7 separate regions of the Mus musculus genome follow, and all the other regions are linked to region 6. A link is a contact called in public Hi-C, HiCAR-type, HiChIP or PLAC-seq and promoter capture Hi-C data. All regions are on one chromosome and are shown on one strand. Each heading gives the region's core, a stretch centred on a gene start, on an enhancer-like site or on the middle of the called end of the contact. The rest is flanking DNA. Distances are from core to core; before and after follow the strand shown. Region 1 holds the start of Hadha (hydroxyacyl-CoA dehydrogenase trifunctional multienzyme complex subunit alpha). Region 2 holds the start of Rheb (Ras homolog enriched in brain). Region 3 holds the start of Prkag2os1 (protein kinase, AMP-activated, gamma 2 non-catalytic subunit, opposite strand 1). Region 4 holds the start of Galnt11 (polypeptide N-acetylgalactosaminyltransferase 11). Region 5 holds the start of Xrcc2 (X-ray repair complementing defective repair in Chinese hamster cells 2). Region 6 holds the start of Paxip1 (PAX interacting (with transcription-activation domain) protein 1). Region 7 holds the start of Kmt2c (lysine (K)-specific methyltransferase 2C).

The links. Promoter capture Hi-C pulls out the DNA fragments that hold promoters and counts their contacts. A called contact is a pair of places that touch in the nucleus more often than the background predicts. HiCAR-type assays count read pairs that join an accessible place to other places. HiChIP or PLAC-seq counts read pairs in DNA pulled down with a chosen protein or histone mark.
Region 1: a contact with region 6 is called in a HiCAR-type map of astrocytes, with 4 times the contacts expected there. The contact joins the promoter of Hadha here to the promoter of Paxip1 in region 6. A contact is called at or near these places in 2 of 39 promoter capture datasets (hippocampal neurons and pre-B cells), 1 of 484 Hi-C or Micro-C datasets (CD4 T cells), 1 of 115 datasets of contacts at active chromatin or transcription factors (astrocytes) and 1 of 9 other capture datasets (liver).
Region 2: a promoter capture Hi-C map of liver shows a contact between it and region 6, with 4 times the contacts expected there. The contact joins the promoter of Rheb here to the promoter of Paxip1 in region 6. A contact is called at or near these places in 3 of 39 promoter capture datasets (cranial neural crest, liver and pre-B cells) and 2 of 115 datasets of contacts at active chromatin or transcription factors (astrocytes and thymic regulatory T cells).
Region 3: a promoter capture Hi-C map of liver shows a contact between it and region 6, with 2.6 times the contacts expected there. The contact joins the promoter of Prkag2os1 here to the promoter of Paxip1 in region 6. A contact is called at or near these places in 2 of 39 promoter capture datasets (liver and pre-B cells) and 1 of 484 Hi-C or Micro-C datasets (B cells).
Region 4: a contact with region 6 is called in a promoter capture Hi-C map of pre-B cells, with 4 times the contacts expected there. The contact joins the promoter of Galnt11 here to the promoter of Paxip1 in region 6. A contact is called at or near these places in 1 of 39 promoter capture datasets (pre-B cells) and 1 of 115 datasets of contacts at active chromatin or transcription factors (astrocytes).
Region 5: an H3K27ac HiChIP or PLAC-seq map of large pre-B cells shows a contact between it and region 6, with 5 times the contacts expected there. The contact joins the promoter of Xrcc2 here to the promoter of Paxip1 in region 6. A contact is called at or near these places in 1 of 484 Hi-C or Micro-C datasets (CD4 T cells) and 2 of 115 datasets of contacts at active chromatin or transcription factors (embryonic stem cells and large pre-B cells).
Region 7: a Hi-C map of B cells shows a contact between it and region 6, with 7 read pairs. The contact joins the promoter of Kmt2c here to the promoter of Paxip1 in region 6. A contact is called at or near these places in 3 of 39 promoter capture datasets (the C10 cell line and liver), 1 of 484 Hi-C or Micro-C datasets (B cells), 2 of 115 datasets of contacts at active chromatin or transcription factors (astrocytes and large pre-B cells) and 1 of 9 other capture datasets (liver).

The regions. Positions count from the first base shown.
Region 1 is chr5:30,153,714-30,156,467 of GRCm38.p6, reverse strand. It overlaps Hadha (hydroxyacyl-CoA dehydrogenase trifunctional multienzyme complex subunit alpha), which reads left to right and starts at 1,488. Exons shown (of 20, transcript NM_178878.3): 1 at 1,488-1,586. The coding sequence starts at 1,520. Hadhb (hydroxyacyl-CoA dehydrogenase trifunctional multienzyme complex subunit beta) reads right to left here and starts at 1,215. Exons shown (of 16, transcript NM_145558.2): 1 at 1,129-1,215.
Region 2 is chr5:24,840,779-24,843,822 of GRCm38.p6, reverse strand. Rheb (Ras homolog enriched in brain) reads left to right here and starts at 1,462. Exons shown (of 8, transcript NM_053075.3): 1 at 1,462-1,638. The coding sequence starts at 1,587.
Region 3 is chr5:24,901,170-24,903,869 of GRCm38.p6, reverse strand. It overlaps Prkag2os1 (protein kinase, AMP-activated, gamma 2 non-catalytic subunit, opposite strand 1), which reads right to left and starts at 1,301. Exons shown (of 7, transcript NR_040684.1): 1 at 1,032-1,301; 2 at 585-705. The region is part of intron 5 of Prkag2 (protein kinase, AMP-activated, gamma 2 non-catalytic subunit); the gene reads left to right.
Region 4 is chr5:25,221,620-25,224,319 of GRCm38.p6, reverse strand. Galnt11 (polypeptide N-acetylgalactosaminyltransferase 11) reads right to left here and starts at 1,448. Exons shown (of 12, transcript NM_144908.4): 1 at 1,289-1,448.
Region 5 is chr5:25,704,411-25,707,222 of GRCm38.p6, reverse strand. Xrcc2 (X-ray repair complementing defective repair in Chinese hamster cells 2) reads left to right here and starts at 1,426. Exons shown (of 3, transcript NM_020570.2): 1 at 1,426-1,545. The coding sequence starts at 1,507.
Region 6 is chr5:27,790,041-27,793,048 of GRCm38.p6, reverse strand. It overlaps Paxip1 (PAX interacting (with transcription-activation domain) protein 1), which reads left to right and starts at 1,499. Exons shown (of 21, transcript NM_018878.3): 1 at 1,499-1,850. The coding sequence starts at 1,770.
Region 7 is chr5:25,497,390-25,500,128 of GRCm38.p6, reverse strand. Kmt2c (lysine (K)-specific methyltransferase 2C) reads left to right here and starts at 1,346. Exons shown (of 59, transcript NM_001081383.2): 1 at 1,346-1,739. The coding sequence starts at 1,579. It overlaps 4831440E17Rik (RIKEN cDNA 4831440E17 gene), which reads right to left and starts at 332. Exons shown (of 1, transcript NR_030700.1): 1 at 1-332.

The DNA.
Region 1 (2,754 bases), core at 239-2,738, 2.4 Mb before region 6:
CAGTTCCATCTCTAGTTTAGGAAAAATGATAAAAAGCTGCAGGCAACACAAAACAAGTATGTAACAGAGCACAGGGTGGGCTCACAAAACAAACTATTTTCTGTGTGGCTCTTTACAAAAAAAGGATATGAAATAGGTGTAGTGGAAGGCGTGGTATGGGAAAAGGGTTCCTTTTTTGCAATTTACTCCGAAGTGGTCATTTAGTACCAGCTTAAAGTGTTCTTGGTGGTGGAAGACTTAGTTTGACTAGAGCTTTAAAACAGGACGCTCCTTTCTTTCTAGAATCATTTTAGCCATTTCTTTCCTGTGTGGCAGAATAATCAATTAACTAGCAAGTGCCACTTCTGTTTGAATCCTGGCTTGCCACAGAGAAGGTATTATAATCTTTCTGAGCCTGTCAAGTCACCGAAAGTGCAAATGAAACGTGGGGTTTGTGCGTATTAAACAAAATGGTGCACACACCGGAAGCTGACTTTACTTTCTTTTGAAAACAATCAGTTTATTTCAGGGCTCATCTTTCCAGCACCAAAACAAACAACTCACACCCTGGCGCCCAGAAGAGCTGAACTCTCAATTAAAAGTAGACTTAGGTTCTAGACTAATTCTACCACCTGTGGCGCAGTCTCAGTCACTAGCTACGGCTACTTCACAGAAAAAAGAGTGAGGGGTGGCAGGTTTGCCCAGATGTTTGCTGGGTTAGAAAATGTCCGTGAACCCTGGATCACCAAGCAGACTGGAGGACTGTCTTGGCTGCTTTCACCCCCGAGACCCGCACTTAACGACGCGTTCTCAATCTCTACAGCCGCCAGACTGCCTAGACAGGTCAACAACAGGGGAAACGACACCGCTCTGACACAGCCCAGCGTTTCACACACACGCAATCCATTCGTAAACCTGAAGTGACAAATGCAGACAGAAGACACCGCTGCCGCGAGCTACGCGAGAACGCGACCACCGCCCGCCCTGAGGCGGTTCGCACTGGAGGCCTGGACCAGCCTGTCCCGCTCTTGGGACTTCGACCCTCACAGCAAAGGGAAGCGGCCGCGGGCATCGACGAGAAGAGTCGGGAGCAAAGTGGCACCTGCCTGTGGGGAAATCAGAAGAAAACCGAGAAGCGCGCTGCCGCACCTTAGAGTCCGCGAAAACTGCCGCTGCCAACAAGGTCAAGTCCAGACTGACAAACGTCCGCCCACGCCGAGGGGCGGCTCCCGCTCCGCAAGGACCCCCTCTCGCCCCGCCCGCCATCACCGCGGCATTTACGGGCTGCCCGCTGAACGCCTGAGCAGAAAGTCAGACACTCCGCCCTCTCCTCGGAGGTCCTTAGTCTCACCTTCAGAGAAATCATCCTTTCGGCTCGCTTAGTTGAGAGCAAGAGGTAGGGCGACAGGACGGGTGGCAACTCAGAGTCTGCGTTTTAGTAAGGCGGCACTTAGGACACCCTGCCGGACAGGCTCAGAAAAGAAAAGCCCTCGGCTCCATTGCCCCCCACTAGAAGAGCTTTCGTCCTCTTCTGCTCAAGATGGTGGCGTCCCGGGCGATTGGCAGTCTCAGTCGCTTCTCTGCCTTCAGGATCCTACGCTCCAGAGGTGAGCCTGGAGAGGGCTCGGGAGAGTCTCGGAGTGCCTTCAGGAACTGGGGCGGCGGGGAGCAGCGTTTGCCTCTCACTGTCTGCCTCCCACCCCTTTCCCGGGACCCGTGGAAATGGGGCTACTGTTCCGAGACCCTATTTCCTGTGTCCTTGTAAAGGAACTGTCACACCCTCTCTCGCCCTGCTCCGGCAGTGTCAGGCTCTCCCCTAACTTTCCTGAGTCTTTTCCACTTAGTCTGGCAGTTTGCGCAGGTCTCTGCTGTAGCCCTGAGCTCACGCCCCTCTTGTCTCCCTTAATGTTTGTCTTGGCCCTGACACCGCTAAGTTCGGAGGACTAAGTAAGACCTGTCACATTTTTGAGGCTCTACTACATGTTAGTCGCCATAAGAGATATCTATCAGCCTTCTCGGTGACATTGACTACTAGCCTTACAGATCAATGCCACTCCTTGATCTTTTCCGTCAAAACCATTTTTCCCCCCCAGAGAACTCAGCTCTCCCACTTCAGTAATCTTAGTTTGAATGTATAGAAGGTTGAAACTGGAGGTTCTCCGACTTAGGCAAAGAAATTTTGATGAGGAAAAAAATTTTTGATCACTTAGAAACTATTTCTAATCTCATTTCTGTCGATTCCCAGTCAGGCTCCAGGAACTGCATTCCTTTTCAAGCTGGCAGTGAAAGGGTTAAAGGGGTGTTGTTAGAAAACAGCCTTTTCCCAGACATCCCAAATCTGTAAGGGCAAATGTAACTTCATTGTGTATCATACTTGATACTAGTTACTTCCCAGACTTTAGTTTGTAACGTGAATTCACTTTAATTTTCCTCACAAAAAAAAAGGGATGCGTGTAGAATTTACTTCTCTTACCCTCCCCTGGCATTTAATTGATTGAATCTTTTTCTACTTTTTTAAAAACCTCCATAGATCGATTATGTGTAAATAGCCAAAATTGCTACCCACCAAAAAAAAAAAAAAAAAAAATTAAAAAAAAAAAAAAAGTGAAGTGGACTGGGTGCTAATTCACCTTTAATATTAGGTGGGTCTTTGTGTTCCTGTCTGGTCTACATAGTTCCAGGCCAGTCAGGGCTACACAGTGAGACCCTGTCTTTTAAAAAAAAGAAAAGAGCCGGGCATGGTGGCACACGCCTTTAATCCCAGCACTTGGGAGG
Region 2 (3,044 bases), core at 213-2,712, 2.9 Mb after region 6:
TTGAGTTCATCTTGGGTCCAATCCCAAGCACCGAATAAACATGGTTTGGAAGTCGGTAATCCTAGCATTTGGACAGAGAAAAGAGAATTGAAAGATCAAGGTAGCAGAACAGCACTTAATCCCAGCACCTCGGAGGCAGTGACAGGTGGATCTCTAAGAATTCCAGGCCAGCCTGGACTACGTGAGACCCTATAAAAATAAGTCTATTGTGAAGGGCAAAAAATTAAGGACAAGTGTGCTGTTCTCTCTTGGCACCTTTATTTCCAGGCCTAGCCTTTAGTTTGGACTTCGATGAACTAGGCCTAGGGTCTAGCTTTCCACCCTGTTCTTCAATATGAGGATATCTCAACTCCTCTAGTTCTCTGGAAACAAGAGCTTTCTGCCTGTACGACTGTTGTAGAAAATATGACAGCCTTCCCTTTTCAGGCATGGCCCGCCCACACCAGACAGCTAAGCCTCCTCCTTTTCCTCGGCGTTTTTGACAATGGCTGACTTTCACGTTTCTCCAGAAATAACCTCTCGAGTGTTCAGTATGAAAAGACGCACTGATCTGGCTGCAGGACTCCCACGCGCGCGCCTGTCTGTGCGAGGTGCGTGCCACCCGGCGTGTTGCCCGAGTCGGCACCAGGACTGGTCAGCTCGCGCTGCTTTTAATGGAATTTCTGACATTTGCGAGCTGCACAGATTTCATTCTTCCCACAGTTCCTCAGCCACGAATAAAGCTTAGTCACCACCCACGTTAAGCCCAGACTAAAGCTAACATAGCAGGACGGTAATTTGAAGTATAGACAAGTGCGAAGCGAGGTGTCAGCCAACCTACAGTCCGTCAGCTAGGGCCACGCGCCTCGCTCCTTTTAAGGGCCGGCAGGCGCAAGTCGGCCAACGGCTCAGCACTTCACCAATCACCGTGCTTCACGCCTCTGGTTCCGCCCCCGCACCCACATTAGCCAATCACTGAGGAGTTGCCTGCCCGCCCGCCCACCCGCCGGTAGGGCCACGCTTTTGGACCACGCAGGCGCCCCGCCGAGCAAAAGCAGACAGAATTTATTTTTAGCTCCCCGCTGAGCGGCACCTCTCCTTGGCTCCACCCTTCCAATCCCCAATAGAAGACGGAGTTTCCATTGCGTCATCGCGCGGCAGTCTGGGAGCCGTCCAGTCAGAGCTCGGGCAGGATTGTCGTAATTAAAAAGCGGCGGAAGTAGGTGGGAGGGTCATGACGCAGCGAGTTTCGGTCGTGACTTTTCCGGGGGCTTTGGGGCGTCTCCGCTTTTTCCCTTTAAAGTAAAACGTTTCCCCGACGCTCCCCCGCGCGTTCCGGGCTGGGAGGCGGCGGCGGGAGGCGGCGCAGACGGGGCCGCGCGCGGTCACGTGGGTGTGTTGTTGGGGGAGGGCCCGCGCGTTCGGTTCCGGGCGGTTGAGCGAGCTAGAGAAGGAGCGAGCGAGCGAGCGAGCGAGAGGCAGCCGCGCCCGCCGCCGTGCTCTGTATGCCGCGTTCTCCCGGCGCAGCCGCCGCCGATAGTCTGAGCCGGAGGAGCCGCCGCCGCCGCGGTTAATGTGGTTGGGTCGGGGCTGAGCAGGCCACCAAGATGCCTCAGTCCAAGTCCCGGAAGATCGCCATCCTGGGCTACCGGTCTGTGGGTGAGTGGCGGCCCGGGCGATGTCGGGGCTGAGCCCCAGGACGCGGACGCGCCTGCGAAGTTTGTGGCGGCGCGGCCATGTGGCGGGCGGGCGGGCGGCGCGCGTTTCATAACCTCCATTTTGAGTGGAGGCGGCGGCGCCTTCCCCTGTCCCCAGGCGCGGCGGACAGGTGGCGGGGCGGCAGGCCGAGGCGGCCGCGTCCTTCCCTCGGCGTAGGAGCCGCGGGCCACTGCCCGGGAGTCTTGCGGCCCGGAGCAGCCTAGTCGGATCCCCGCATCTGTCCCGCCTTCTCTAAGCACGGTCTGTCCCCACCCGTTTCCCCAATCCCACAAGCCCCGGGCATTTCAACAAAGGAAACCTCTCCTTGTGACCTTTCCATCTGCAAAGAAGTTAAGCCTTTTAAAGAAAACAGGGAAACTTCAAGACGTTTGGCTACCAAGTTTTCCGCCTCCAAGAAACCTAGACTGGACCCCTCACAGGCCAGCTAGGTAGCATCTGGCAGCCAGCACAGGGAAGAGGAGAAAGACGTCTCTAATGTGTCCTATTTTTCTTTTCCCCTTTGAGGAGAAACAAGGCCAGGCACTTGGAACCAGGCTGTTAAAGTAATTCAAAAGCCCGTTTGTTTTCCTAACACCACCACCAAGCGATTGACATACATTTAAAGTTGTTCCTAGTAATCACCTTTTTGCCGAATAGAGGTGGTCCTGGGTGGGGTGGGGAGGGAACGCGGTGTCCAGACAGTAGTATTCAGTCCATCGTGTGATACAGGACATTTGAACTTAACCACGCTGCAGGGTGAGGCTTTATTGTTTTTGACCGACCGGAACAGGGGACTGTCACGTTCATCTTTAGTGCTGTTTGAAAGATGTAACTGTCTCCAGAAAATGTGCGTTTGACAGGGACCACTGAGGAGTGGAGAGTCTGGCAGTAGAACACCTTCCCCACTGGATGGGCTCCTGCTAGGCGGTTCATTCTGCGTTCTCACCCTGCTTTCCACTGCTGGTGCCCGGCTCTGTGCTCTTTGACCAAGATCAGTCAGGGCCTGCTTACTTTTCACCTTCTCTCCTCAAGAACTGGAGAAACTCCTTAGGAAGGGAATGGAAGATCGGAGACAGTGTGACAGATGGGAGTGCCTAGAGTGGAAAGGTGACACGTGCATAGTGCAGTGCTGAGGTGTTCATAGTAGGAAAGAGTAGGTGACTGCTTTAACAATTGCAACCCTAGAGTTAACAGGCACAAAATTACGGTGAATCCATTCACACCAAGATAGAACTCCTGATGTAACCAGTGTTGGTTGTCTGAGTCACCATACTGTTTTCTGAATTCCCTCCAAATTTGGAGAATGAGACCATGATGTAACTTGGCTGTTGATTGAGTACCCTCTAATCAGATAACTAATTGAAGAT
Region 3 (2,700 bases), core at 52-2,551, 2.9 Mb after region 6:
GTAATATAGGTTTGTAATCCCTGCACACTGGGGAAGCGTAGACAGGCAGATCTCTGGAGCTTACTGGCCAACCAGACGAGATGAATTGCCAAGATTCACTGTAAGAGCCTATCTCAAAAACTAAGGTGGAGAGCAATGGAAAAAGACATCCAGTAGCCACCTCTGGCCCTTACCCATACATGCACCCAAACATGCATGCTTACATGAATGTGCGCGCGCGCACACACACACACAGAGCGTGTGAGAGAGAAATCGCGAGCACCAGAGCGAGCAGGGACCACTCTGGGAAAGTAAAACATCTCGGAGCTCAGGCCCTGGCGTGTGAAGACTTGGCTGCCTTTCCTTGGGTAATCAATCCACAGAGCTCCTGAAGCTTTGTTTTAGTATTGCTATCACTATGGGTTGTATCTGCCAAACACAGGCCTGGCGCTTGGTAACCACTTGCTTGCTTTCCATTCCTCCTTGGAAGTCAGACTCCAGAGCATCCAATAACCAGTGTACCAAAAAAAAAAAAAAAAAAAAAAAAAAAAAAAAAAAAAAAGGGGGAAAGAAAACAAACAAAAAACTGTGCCCACTATTCTTACCTGGTGGGAGGGAATTGCCTAAAGGGAGTGAAGATGGGTTCTCTGTGGAGATGGCACACCTTGGGCACTGCAGCAGTCTGGCCCTCCGTGGCGTCACCATACATGAACAGGTGCACAGTTTCTATGTGGTATTAAATTTTCATGAGGATGGAGAATCCAGGGAGGCACTGAGAGCCTATGAAGCCTTTCCTTCTCCCTAGAATCTCGGGGCTTTTAAAAGTGAGCCTCTGCAGAGTCAGCCTGCCGGTTTGTTGGCTGTGACATGAGGGGTGCTGACCTCTGGTGGTAGACATGTCAAAGTGACAGGTTCAGAAGGTCTGTCTGTGCTCTCTGAACTCTGACCTTCTCTGGCTGAGTTTATAGGCCAGGGATAAATTGATTCTTGACCACAAGAATAATTAAGATTGTATGAAATATCTGTAGTAGAAAACTTCCTGCCTAGCTTACCCTGTATTTAACATATTGCCACATGTTTTAGTATATCCAAAGTCAGGTTCAAACATATCCTAACGGTGTCCTAGGCTTAAGAAGGTACAGGAGTTGTCCTGTGGACTGTGCTTTGGAAGGTGTCTGCACCCCAGAAGTTTCTGGAATGAAATTTTAGTCCCCGTGTAACGTGGAAAGGAGATGTATCGTCTCCCAGGTATTGATTGGTTCTTCCTAGGCATCCTGGAAAGGATGAAGCCAGCCTCCCCGCTGTCTGGCTTCTTCTCTGTCCATAGAGCCACACCCTCTTGTACCGGCTGCTGTGTGATGCTCCCCCCCCACCCCCCATTATGACACAGCCAGTAGGACACTCAGCACACATAAACGCTATGCTCCTTAGGTCTTCCCGCTACCAAAATCATGAGCCAAGTAAATAGCTGTGTATTTTGTCCAAGAAGCAAAATCAGGCTAAGACAGACAGGAAAAGGTCGTGTTACCTAAAAGGAAAAAAAAAAAAAAATACCTGACTGGTTTAAACAAACAGGAAAGTGCATAGAGTGGTTGGATAGCAAGAAGTGGAACATATCACCAGCCTTGGCAAGTGCATGGAACCAAGTAGAAAGTCATTAGGAACCAAGGTAACACCTCCCATCACTCTGCTAGGGACTCGTGAACTTCCCTCCAGAAGACTGTCTTTCTACTTTATAGGCACCCCACCAGGGTCCAGGCCCCATCACTATCCAAATGGAACTCCATCCCACTCGCCAGAGTCCTGGGCCTGTCTCTGACCTTTGTGGCTTCCAGCTTCACCTGTCAGGTGTAAACAGGAACGGTGTTGATTGTCCAGCAGCACTGGAAAAATTGGAAAAGCATTTTTAATGTTCTCTTCTCCTAGATCTTTTGATGACTACTAGCATATACTGTGGAACTATGCTGAGTCTCAGATAACCCTAAGGCACAAAGCATTACACACACACACCCTGGGTCATAGAAGAGCAAAGTCAGAAGAGAAGAGGTGAGCCTGGCAGTGGTGCCTTTAATCCCAGCACTTGGGAGGCAGAGGCAGGTGGATTTCTGAGTTCAAGGCCAACCTGGTCTACAGAGTGAGTTCCAGGACTGCCAAAGATACACAGAGAAACCCTGTCACGGGGGTGGGGGGAGGGGGGGAAGAGGTGAAGTGCCCTCTTTAAGATGGCATATAACATTCCAGAGACTCCCCTAGAGTCAAGCCCATGTTGGAGGCCAATGTGAGGTCATCTTCCTTTCAGAAGATTACCATGGTCTCCTCTTTATTCTTTACTCCAATTCTGCCCTGCATCCAAACTTGCCAAGGTTAGCACAAACTTATCTTCCCCAAATCCAGTGGCCAGCAGTCAACCCTCGTCCCCATCTTAACCTGGAGTCCACAGAGTTGCCCCGTGCCCTCTTCTCAACGCTCATCCTTAATCTCTAAGGCATGGCTGGAGAGGTGGCTTGGTCCCTGGTGGGTTCCCCACCATAGCTGGTTGTAGATACCCTCTGTGGTTCTTTCTCTTCCCTTTGCAGCCAGTGTAACATGGCGTGACTCACAGCTCCATGCAGTCATCCTTCCTAACTGAATGGAAGAAACCAAATGTTCCTGTGGCTCTATCTGAGGCCTACTTACCTTCACACTGGTCCTCACCTAAGAGAGTGCTCACTCCTGGCTCTG
Region 4 (2,700 bases), core at 199-2,698, 2.6 Mb after region 6:
CCACAAAGCTGGAAGTCTCGGCTGTTCTTCAGCATACACTGGAATCCAGCATACAAACAGGCTCTAATGCCAGTGAAGGAATATGGACTTTCAAGTATGGGTGAGAGCAAGCAGGCAAAGAGGGGGCTTCCTTATTCCATAGCCTTTGTAAAGGCTGCCAGCAGAAGGTGTGGCCTTAGATTAAAGGTGGATCTTCCCACCTCAAAGATACAGATTAGAAATGCTCTCCCCACTTCAAATGATTTAATTCAGCAAAAATCTCTCACAGTTGTGTCTAGCCATTTTTGGTTGTCAAGTTGACAACCAAGAATAGCCTCAAACAGATACAGATAAAGGAAAGACCATGGATTCCAATTCAAATGAAGTATCTAAACCAGGTAAACTGAGAGACTGAAGAAGAGCAGGAGTCCCTGCCCTATGTTATAATGTCTGTCCTGAGTGATTGATTTTGGAAATATATGGCACTGCCTGTTAAGACAACACTGTGAATGTACCCGATGCCATTCAACTATACTAGTAAAATAATCAATAAACTTCATGTTAATTATACTTCACAAGAAAAATAGTAATATAAAATTGTTAAGAAACCTGGCAAGAAACAGCACAGAAATGTTAGAGATTTGATTCCAGGGCCATCAAATGAAAACTATAGACTACGGTATGGTGACATTTCAGTTGCAGAGCTCCGTGGCAGGCACATGCTGAGGGTAAGAAAGGCTTACTTCCTGTTTTTCTTAAAGCATTATTTCAAATAAAAGAAGAAATAAGTTTGAAGTAACTGTTTTGTTGGGCCCACGGACTAGAAAGCGTCTCCAGGGTCTCATTTTTTGTTTGAAGATAAGCAACCAACCAACATGATGGCTCTCAAAGTAAAAGGACAAGATCTGACAGACAGGTGGCGGGTCTTCCTATATTTATATTTAAAGCACTAGTTTGGGGTGTACGAAAACCATAAAAGGTAATTTTTTTAACAAGCATACTGCAAAGAAACATGCATCCTTTCTGTCTTCCAGCCTCCTGTACCGACGCGGTCTAAATCCTGACCGTAATAACAGCAATAAAGATAAAATCGGTATTTTTTTCTAGTAAATCACAACACTGGCTGGAGGTTACGGCCACCGAGAGAACGGCCATGCGCAGTACCCATCACTGCTGTTGAATCCGGAAGCAGCTCTGGCCTCCCAGGCCACCAAGCCTGCTCCAGCAGCCGCGTCCCTTCAGGCCGCAGCCCACGCTCAGGCGCCGACGTAGGCCGCGCGGGGTCAAGCGCCGCGGGCCGGCTACTCACCGCGACACCCGCAGGCCGGGATAGCGGCGCTCCAGGGCACGGGCTGCGGCATCTCCGCTCCCGCCACAGCCCGGGCCGAGCCGCACGAGCCGCGGCGCGCGACGCGGCCCACGACACGCAGCCTTGCGGAGCCCTCGCGTCACGGCACGCGTCACCGCACGCACGCCCTCGCCTCCGAGGATGACGTCACCGCCCGCGGCCTGGCGTCACGAGGCCCGGGCTCCTCCCCGCCCAGTGTGGAGCTGAGCTCTGTCCCATAGGGCCTTAGTGAAGTTCACTCCAGAGAGAAGCTTAGATGAGGGGACGACTTTTTCTTGGAGAGAATGTGAGGAAATTTAGCAGATCAAACAGAATGGTAAGGTTTTGGTAGTTGGTCCATTAATGCTGCTTTACATTGACGGGTATCTATATTAATCCTGTTATCTCACCATGCTATTCAGCCAAGACTTTTTTTTTTTAAATCCGTGATGTCTGGTAGAGCAATGGGACATATGTAAGGAGAAAATTCTGCGTCCCTTATTTTTAAGAAAGCAGCATCTCCTGAACCAATAAATTGTTCTAGCTAGCATTAACCCAGGATACTTCCCTCCTGCATTAACTGGCTGTGGTGACCGACTTTGACTTGAAATGCCCCACTGGGGCTTATGTGGAGCTTGGTGCCTGCTGGTGGTGCAATTGCCAAAGATTGTAGAAACTTTTTGGAGGTGGGGGTCAATCTAGAGGGAGAAGGATCAGGGATGTCCGAGGGTCTTACCTGGTCCAATTGTCCAAGTCTCCTTCTGGCTTCCTGCCCATCATGAAGTAAATAACCTACCCCATATACTGCTGTCATCCTGATGTTCTGCTCAAATGCGATGGCCAAGCAACCATGCAATAAACCCTCAGTAACCATGAACCAAAATAACTCTTTTCCCTTTAAGTTGTCAACACAGTGGCACAAAATTAACTCATATGTGGCCCTGCCAAATACTTACTAGTATTGTGAGGCTGTAGGATGCTCTGTGAGGTTACCTAGGTCTATCCTTAAGGCTGAAATCCTGATGGCCCTTATCTGTGTCCTTCCATGGCCATTGCCCTCAGTCAAACAGTTGCTGCTCAATGCCAAAGAAAGCATTTTTCATAGTTCCCATTCTTGTCCACACAGCATCTTAACGGGAACTCATGGTTGTTTAAGGGATGACTCTCTCACGAGAGGGCAATAGAACAGAAGCATTGTCATGCCATAACCATGTGTCTGCTATTGTTCCTGTATGTGTGACAACGTTCCTGACAGAAACTACTTAAGGGTTTATTTTGGCCACAGTGTGAGGTACAGCCTCTGCTGTGGTGGGTAAGCCATGGCAAGCAGAGGTCTAAGGTAGCCTGTGACACTTCACCCTCAGGAGGCCCAGAGAGGCTGGTGCTCATCTTAC
Region 5 (2,812 bases), core at 177-2,676, 2.1 Mb after region 6:
TAGCATGCACTAAAGTGCCAATGCCTAGAATCTCATAGGAGTGCTGCTGGCCTGTATTTCTAGAACTTGAGAAAAACAAACAAAAGAAAATAACTATCTCTTGTGAGGCTATGCCAGTGTCCGGCAAATACAGAAGTGGATGCTCACAGTCATCTATCAGATGGAACACAGGGCCCCTAATGAAGGAGCTAGAGGAAGTACCCAAGGAGCTAAAGGGGTCTGCAACCCTATAGGAGGAACAACAATATGAACTAACCAGTACCCCTCCCCCAGAGCTGTGTCTCTAGCTGCATATGTAGCAGAGGATGGCCTAGTCGGCCATCAATGGAAGGAGAGACCCTGGTCTTGCAAAGATCATATGCCCCAGTACAGGGGAATGCCAGGGCCAGACAATGGGAGTGGGTGAGTTGGGAAGCAGGGCGAGGGGAGGGTATAGGGGACTTTGGGGATAGCATTTGAAATGTAAATAAAGAAAATATCTAAGAAAGAATGAAAGAAAGAAAGAAAGAAAGAAAGAAAAGAGAGAAAAGAGAGAAAAGAAAGGAGGAAAGAAAGAGAGAGAGAGAGAAAGAAAGAAAACAAACAAAAGGCAAACAACAAACCTAACCAAACCAAGAGCTTGAAAACTTCACAGGCTCAGTGTATTTCCACAGTTCTTTTCAATTCAATATACATTTTTCTCTTCCCACCCCAGTTATCTATAAATACCACAGCCAGTCATAGGCTTTTGCCTCAAGAAAGGACAAGAAGAGCGAGCTTGCTCAGTAACGGTGTTACTTCTCCTGTTAATCTGGTTATGCTGTTCTGCCCAGAGTAGTCTCCTGGGCTCGAACTATTATCTGGCTTCAGCCTCAGGAGTTGTTGGGACCACTGACACACCAAAAGCCCAAATCAGTAAACTTTTGTCCTAGTACCTTTGAGACACAATCTCATACTACAGCCCAAACTATAGCCTGATCCGACTCTTGGTGATTCTCTGCCTCAGCCTCCCGAGTGCTAGGATCACAGGCATACACAACCGTGGCAGGAAGATGTACTTTAAGTTTCTTTAGAACAAGTAAGCACGGGCAGTGGTGGTGATCGCCTTTAATCCCAGCACTCAGGAGGTAGAGGCAGGCAGACTTCTGTGAGTTCGAGGCCAGCCTGGTCTACATAGTGAATTCCAGGACAGCCACGACTACATAGGAAGTTCGTCTCTAAAAAACAAAAACAAAAAACTAAATAAGATTTAGAAATCACGTACATGTTAATTTTGCCTGATAAAGACCCGTCGAGATGAGTAACTGAAGATAACATAAGGACCATAAGGACTAAAGGAAACGCAGGAGACTGGCGTCACCAAGAGGGCGCCGCAGCTTTACTGCGCATGCCCTCGGCTTCTCTGGCTCCGAGCCCGCACAGTGCGCACGCGCACACAGGGTCATTGCTTTGACTGGCTGCGTCTTTCGCGCTTTTGCTAAATGGCGTTGCTGGCGGGTAGGTTGAACCCGCGGAGCTGGCCGGGCGATGTGTAGCGACTTTCGCAGAGCGGAATCCGGGACAGAGGTGAGAGCCGCGGGGCGACGGGAGGGCCGCGCACTACAGGGGGAGGTCGCCGAGCGGCGCCCAGGGCCACCGTGGGGCGGCGCGACAGCCGCCAGTGAACCGGTCAGGGATGGCGAGCCGTGCAGCAGGAGCTGGGGAAGGGAGGACCACCAGTTGAGGCATCAGTAGACGTTTTCTAAATTTAGGTAGCTTGCTTCACCTCTAACTAACCTGTTTGTGGCATCCGGCCTTCTGTATCCCAGAATACCCCTGTCGTCTATCTCTCCAGAGCCACGCAAGCCATTTCACTCAGGAACCGTTAAACGTTAACGTGTGTTACTTGTTCGAGTACTGTCAGCCAAGAGTTGGGAATAAGAAGCAACAACAACAAAATTAATCAACAGGCATGGTGGTACACGCCTTTAATCCTAGCACTAAAGAGGCGGAGGCAGGCAGATCTCTATGAGTTTGAAGTTAGCCTTTATATAGGTAGGTCCAGGCCAGTCAGGGCTCTATAGTGAGACCCTCTCTCACAAAACAAAATGTAATAATCGAAGCTTCTGTAAAATATACAGCATATGGTAAAAGCATGCCTCTCCAAAAGAGGGTAAGACAAATTGTAGGAGGAGCTAACTTAAATGTATTCAGAGGGGATCCAGGTAGCTCACGCTGGCCTTGAGCTTGCCGTGCAGCTGAGTATAACCTTGTCCTAGTTATTTATTTGTAGAAATTATGTAAATGAATGTGTGTCTGTGGGTTGGTATGTACCCATGTGTGTAGATGAATTTGGAGGCCAGAGGAAAAGGTGTCAGATGATCAGGAGCCGGGGTTATTAGCAATTGAGTTATCTGAGCCAAACTCATGTTCTCTGTAAGAGCAAAACCCATTCTTAACTGAAATCCATCTCTCTGGCCCCTAACCTTCGACTTCTGACCGTCCTGCCTCCGGAATGCTAGGATTACAAGTGTGTGCTACAGTGCCCTGTTATCCACTGCCAAGGATGGAATCCAGGCTTTCATGATTCCTAGGCATGGGATCTGCCACCAGAGCTACCGTTCCCAGCCCCTGAACTGGCACTGTAAGGACTGTTCAGTGGTTTGCTGCTGAGGAGGGAGCAGCTCAGGTATGGTCTGAACTTAGCAAGGGCAGCAGTTCCAACCTGTGGGTCACTGCCCCTTTCGCAGTCCTCTATCTCAAAAAATATTTACATTACAATTCATAACAGTAATAAAATGACAGTTAGGAAGTAGCTTCAAAAATAATTGTATGGTTGGGAGTCATTGCAGCA
Region 6 (3,008 bases), core at 250-2,749:
CTCCCATTACTGTGTTTTCTAGTTTCACATTCACTTTTTGCCTGTGCTTGTAGTACCCAGTGCTTGTAATAGTCTCAGACACCAGAAGGGTATTGGAGCTCCTGGAACTGAAGTTATAGGTGGCTGTGAACATCCGTGTGGATGTCAGGAATCAAATCTGGGTCCTTTGCTAGAGCAGTAAATGATCCTAATTGCCAAGCCATTTGTTTTTAACCTAACTGAACTCAGTTTATCCAACTTAAACAGGGTGCTTATTTTCTGATCGCTGTAAAACAAAATGGCTCTGCTCTGAGTTCGTTTGAGACTATAAGAACATCAACACCCGGGGGGGAGGGGGGGGCGCTGGGGAGATGGCTCAGCGGTTAAGAGCACTGACTGCTCTTCCAAAGGCCGAGTTCAAATCCCAGAAACCACAAGGTACAAGGTGGCTCACAACCATCAGTAATGAGATCTGATGCCCTCTTCTGATGTGTCTACAGTGTACGTACATATTATAATAATAAATACATCTTAAAAAAAAAAAAGAACAACACTCTATCTGCATGAAGGTCACAGAAAACACAAAACTTGATTAAAGAGCAGTATCACGAGTTGCGGGACTTGTCATTCTGCGAGCGCCCCACAGCAGTTTCAGCTTGTCATTGTTTCCTGTAACTTTACACATCCATATTTAATATAATTATCTGCTAAGATAATTTTTATAGATTTTGCTGTTTACCTTTAAAAACTATGTTGACCGAGGGTTGGACGGCTCAGCAGTTCAGAACACTTGGTTCTCTTGCAGCATCTCCAAATTTGGTTCCCAACACCCACGTGTCGTGTAACTTCAGTTCCAGGGGATCCTGAAGCCACCTTCTGACTGTTGTGGGCACCAGACACTCACAGGGTGCAGATACATACATGCAGGGAAAACTCCAATACACGTAGAAAAATGTACATTTATTTAGAGAGTGTGTGTGTAATGTGTGTACGTGTGTGCGCAACAGTGTGCTTGTGGAGGCCAGAGAACAACTTGCTGGAGCCGGTTCTTGCTTGCCATCACGTGTGTCCCAGGGATCGAACTCAGATTGGCGGCAGATGTCTGCCTGCTGAGCTATGTCGCCGGCTCCTACTTTGCTCTTAACCTGCCTCATCGAAGATCAGTTCCCCGCCAACTACCTCAGTAGATGCGGAAGGGGCAGACGAAGGAAAGTAACCATTAGCCAGGGTCTGCCTGACTCTGGGCCGGATCGCGTGCTGTCCAACAGCAGCGCTGGCGACAGCTGAAGAGCGAACGCTGGATTGTTCAGGTCCCCTTCCGTGCCGAGGCTCCGCCTCCTTGGCGCATGCGCTGTCAGGTGGCCGCACGGGGTGACGGGAGTCCCGCCCAGGACCCGCCCCCTGGCTAGTCCACTGCGGCCATGTGAGGGAAATAGTCTCTCTGTGTCCTCGGTTCTCGGTCGTGAAAACTCGGCCGGGACAAGGCTGCCATGTGCCGTACGAACTATTGTAGACCATCAGCACTGATGCCCGAAGCGGTGGTGTAAGGAGCGCTGTGCGGCGCGCAAGGCGGGAGGGTCCCACATACTCCCCTGCCGAGCTGGTGTGGTGGTACGTGCCTCAGGGCGCGCACGGCTCCCGCGCTCCGGGCCTCGGACGGGCGGGGGCGCGGGTCCGAGTGCAGCTGCGGCTGCGGGCCGGGCTGTGCCGCCGGGCAGTAGGCAGAGCTACGACGCTGGGCGCGGCGGGCCGGGTGACGCGGGGCCGGGCGCCGCCGCGCCGCCGCGATCATGTCGGAGCCGGCGCCCGAAGTTCCAGAGGAGCTATTCCGCGAGGTCAAGTACTACGCGGTGGGCGACATCGACCCGCAGGTACCGCCCGCGCGGGGCCCCTCTGCCGGGCCATTCCCCCCGCACGCCCCCGCCTCGTCGCGCGCGCGCCCTGCAGGACCCCAGGCCGGAGCCGCGGGGCACGCCGGGCAGCGAAGGGCCGCGGGAAGGGCCTCGCGAGCACCGACCTAGCGCAGCGGCCGGCCGAGCATCTTGCCGGGGCCCTGCTGAGCGTGTCCCTTGCCAAGGGGCCTGTCCTCCCGGCCCCTGATTTTTCCCTTAGGGTGGATTGTACGGTAGGTATGGAAGGTACCCTTGCTTACACGGTCACCGTGATTCGTGCGTGTGATCGTGGGTCTGAATCCATCCACAGGACAGTGGCTGTGATCGTGGTATCTTCAGGACAGTGCCCCAAACATTTCTTTTCTAAACTATGCTTACAGTTGTGTCGCCTTCGGTGTCTGGTAATGTAAGCTAAACGGGTCCTAAGGAAGGAATTGTCCAAGAGCCACTGAGCTTGGCTTTCCAGAGACTCATACTTGTATCCTAGTAACCAAAGTCCGTTGGGTCTTCGGTTGTGTGATCAGTGATTGTAGCTGACTTTTTCTAGTACCGATCACCCCACTACTACCACCACATTTCTTCTTTTACCCTTTCTTGTTCTTCGTTTTAGGACTTTTGCTCTTATAAGGGCCTTGGACTAAATGTCACTTAAAACCAAGAACACATTGAGCTGCGCTGTTTGCCCAACTATGTGTGAAATCTGAGTGCTTTAAAAAAATCCCCCTTGTAAGCCCTTGTATTCTGAAATAGTGCCTTCTTTAAAAGGTTTAGAGCCAGGGCACCCATTCTTTAAGTTTTGTAATACAGATTGAGGAAGCTCACAGGTGGTGAGCACCCCAGTACAGTCTGGGCATCGGGCCTGGTACACGGAGTGCCGTAGAAGAGTGCCCTTGAATACTGAGTCCTACAAATACAACAGGTGGAGGTGCTGGAGGTGTTGAGTGTTAAACGGATATTGAGTCCAAGAAGTTGTTTGTGTGGAGTGCGTGTGCTAGGCATTAAAGGCATTTGTGTATACTTGGCCCGAGTCCTGACGGTCACTGGGCATAGTTACAGTGTGGCTCCTGTGAGATGGAATTAGTAATGCGCAGTTTGAGGAGGTTTGAGTGTCCTTGCGAATACAGAGAAAAGATGGAC
Region 7 (2,739 bases), core at 97-2,596, 2.3 Mb after region 6:
GGGAAACAGCTTAGCAGTATTTCCATTTTTAAATCTTGAGCACACACAACGTTCACGCTGATGCATTTCTCTCGGTGTAGAGACATTTTTTTCCCACTCAACCTGTCCGCTTGGTTTTTTGTACGGCAGCCTCCGGTCTCACGGTGTTTAAAACATGACGTCGGACGGAGAAACTACAGCTGGAGTTAGGATCTAACGTTGTCCTGCCACGGTTGCGCCGCACTAGGGAAGCCTACGTGGGACTCCGCCAGGCCTGGAGCGGCCCACGCCCGCAGGGGGTCGCGGACGCACGTGCGCGCACCGCACGCGGGTGCACGCTCCGGAGTGTTTACATCGATCCCTCCCCCCTCCTCCGGCCGGGCTGGACCCTGATCCCGGATGCCCGGTCCGCAGCTTAGCGCCCGCCAGAGCCCGAGTTGCAGCCACCGCCGCGTCAGAGCGGGCGGGGGAGGGGCGGTGAGGTCAGCGGCGGCGGCCGGGTAGCGCGGGGCGCATGCGCGGACTCAGCCCCGTGAGTGGCAGCAGCGCGCTGGGGGCGGGGGCGGGAGGCGCCTGTGTGTGGGCGAGCCGGCGGCGAGTTTGAGAGGTCTGTGGTGCGGGTCGCCCCGGGGGACCCGGGTGCAGGCCTCGCGCGACGGCCACTGCCGTGTGCGTGTGTTGTTTGTGTGGTGAACGCACAGCCGCAAAACTTCCTCCTTTGCTGCCCCCAGAGAGAGAGCGGGCGTGGGGGAGCGTTCGCGAGCGAGCGAGAGGGATCCCAGCGTGAGGGAGCCAAGCTTGATGGGGCCGAAAGCTAGCGTGAGGGAGCGATCCTGAGCGTGAGGCAGCAAAGCGCCGGCCGGAGAGCGGGCAAACGATAGGGAAGAGCGAGAGCTAGCCGTGCGTTGAACCGAGCGTGAGGGAGCTAGCCACAGGGAACGCCGTGAGCGAGCAGTGTGTGAGGGAGCGATCGCCAGCGCGCGACCGAGGGGCCGGCGCTCGCACCACCCCGGAACCCACCACAACAACTGGAGCAGCTGTCAAAACTTCGCCGCGGCGTGGGCCTGACGGGCTGACGGCGCGGGGGAGGGGTGGCTGGCCCCGCCCCGGCCCGGCCCGGCCCGCCGCCCCCCTCCGCGGCCCTTTCTCCTCCCGCCGCGGGCGGCCTGGGGGAGGGGCCGGGCGGAGACCCCTGCGGCCGCCCCCGGCCCGCGCCCCTCGCGTCGCGCCCCGCCCCGCCCCGCTCGGCGCCGCCCTCCGGCCCGGCCCCGCCGGCCCCAGCCTTGGCCGCGGCGCCCCGCCCCGCGCGGCCGGCCCCGCCCGCCCCGCCCGCTTGCCCGCCGCCCCCCGCCGGCCCCTGCGCGCCGAGTGCGCGCGCCCGCGCCGATGTGTGTGAGTGCGTGTCCTGCTAGCTCCATGTTGCCGCCTCTCCCGGTACCTGCTGCTGCTGCTGCTGCTCCCGGGGCTGCGGGAAATGCGAGAGGCTGAGCCGGGGAGGAGCAACTCGAGCAGCAGCAGCGGCGGCGGCTGCGGCCGCTGCGGCGGGAGGAGCCCCCCAGGAGGAGGACGGGGATCCATGTGTCTTTCCTGGTGACTAGGATGTCGTCGGAGGAGGACCGGAGCGCGGAGCAGCAGCAGCCGCCGCCAGCACCCCCCGAGGAGCCCGGAGCCCCGGCCCCGAGCCCCGCAGCCGCAGACAAAAGACCTCGGGGCCGGCCTCGCAAAGATGGCGCTTCCCCTTTCCAGAGAGCCAGAAAGAAGTAAGTTGAGCGCGAGGGAGCCAGGCGGGCGGCCAGCGGCGGCGCGGCCCGGAGCTGTCAGGCCCCCGGCCCGGTGGGGGCGGGGCGGCCCAGGCGCGGCCCGGTTCGGCGGCGCCCGCGCAGGTCCCGCCGGCCGCGCCGCGCACTTTACTTTGGAGTTCGGCCTCGCTTCTGGGAGAACCGCCCGGCGGCTTCCCCAGGGCCTAGCCCGGCGTCCGCACACGCCCCGCCGAGCACGCCCAGCTTGCTGCCGGCCCGGCCTCTCGGAGCCACAAAGCTGTGGGCGCCAGGGACGGAGCTGTCAAACGCCGCGGCCGGGTGGTCCGGGTGCGGCGGCCGGCGCTCTTTGTCAGCTCGCGGCTCCTTTAACTTTTCTTGCTCCCAGACCGGTGCTTTTGCTTCTTAATGATACATTAGGAAGCCATTCGAGCCTGTCCTCCCCATCCCCCACCGCCCCGAACCGCACCGCCCGGCTCCGCAGCCGGCGCTCGGGATCGCACGGGCCCAGGTGTAAGCGGGCGAGTCGGAGTTTCGGGAACGCGGCCGGGTTCCGCGGCGCTGACGGCCCAGAGCACTTTGTTTAGGGGAGACAGCTTTAAACGTCGCTGGACGAGTAACTTCAACTCCAGCTGGGCAGGCAATGGCTTTCGATTGTTTTTGAGCGTCCGTGAGGACTGTGCCGGGTGGATGAACTGGGCAAGAAGTGTTGTCTTAAAAAGTGGTTATTCGGCAACTTGGCTTGAAAATTAAGGAAACCGTTTTAGTGCCAATGAGTTAGTTGATCAGCAATAGTGGCTCTTCGGGGTGCTGCGGAAGATTGGTGACCGTCTTTCAAAGTTGCAGAATGGCGTGTGTTGCTTACTCATTTCATTGTATGATATTCTCATTGAACTGTTGGCGGTGGAAGGGTGCGCTGGGACTTGCAGGAAGAAGTCAGCACATTTATGGATAGGCTGTTTGTTTGGTTTACGTGCATTCATTTGTTGTGTCTGGTGGTTGC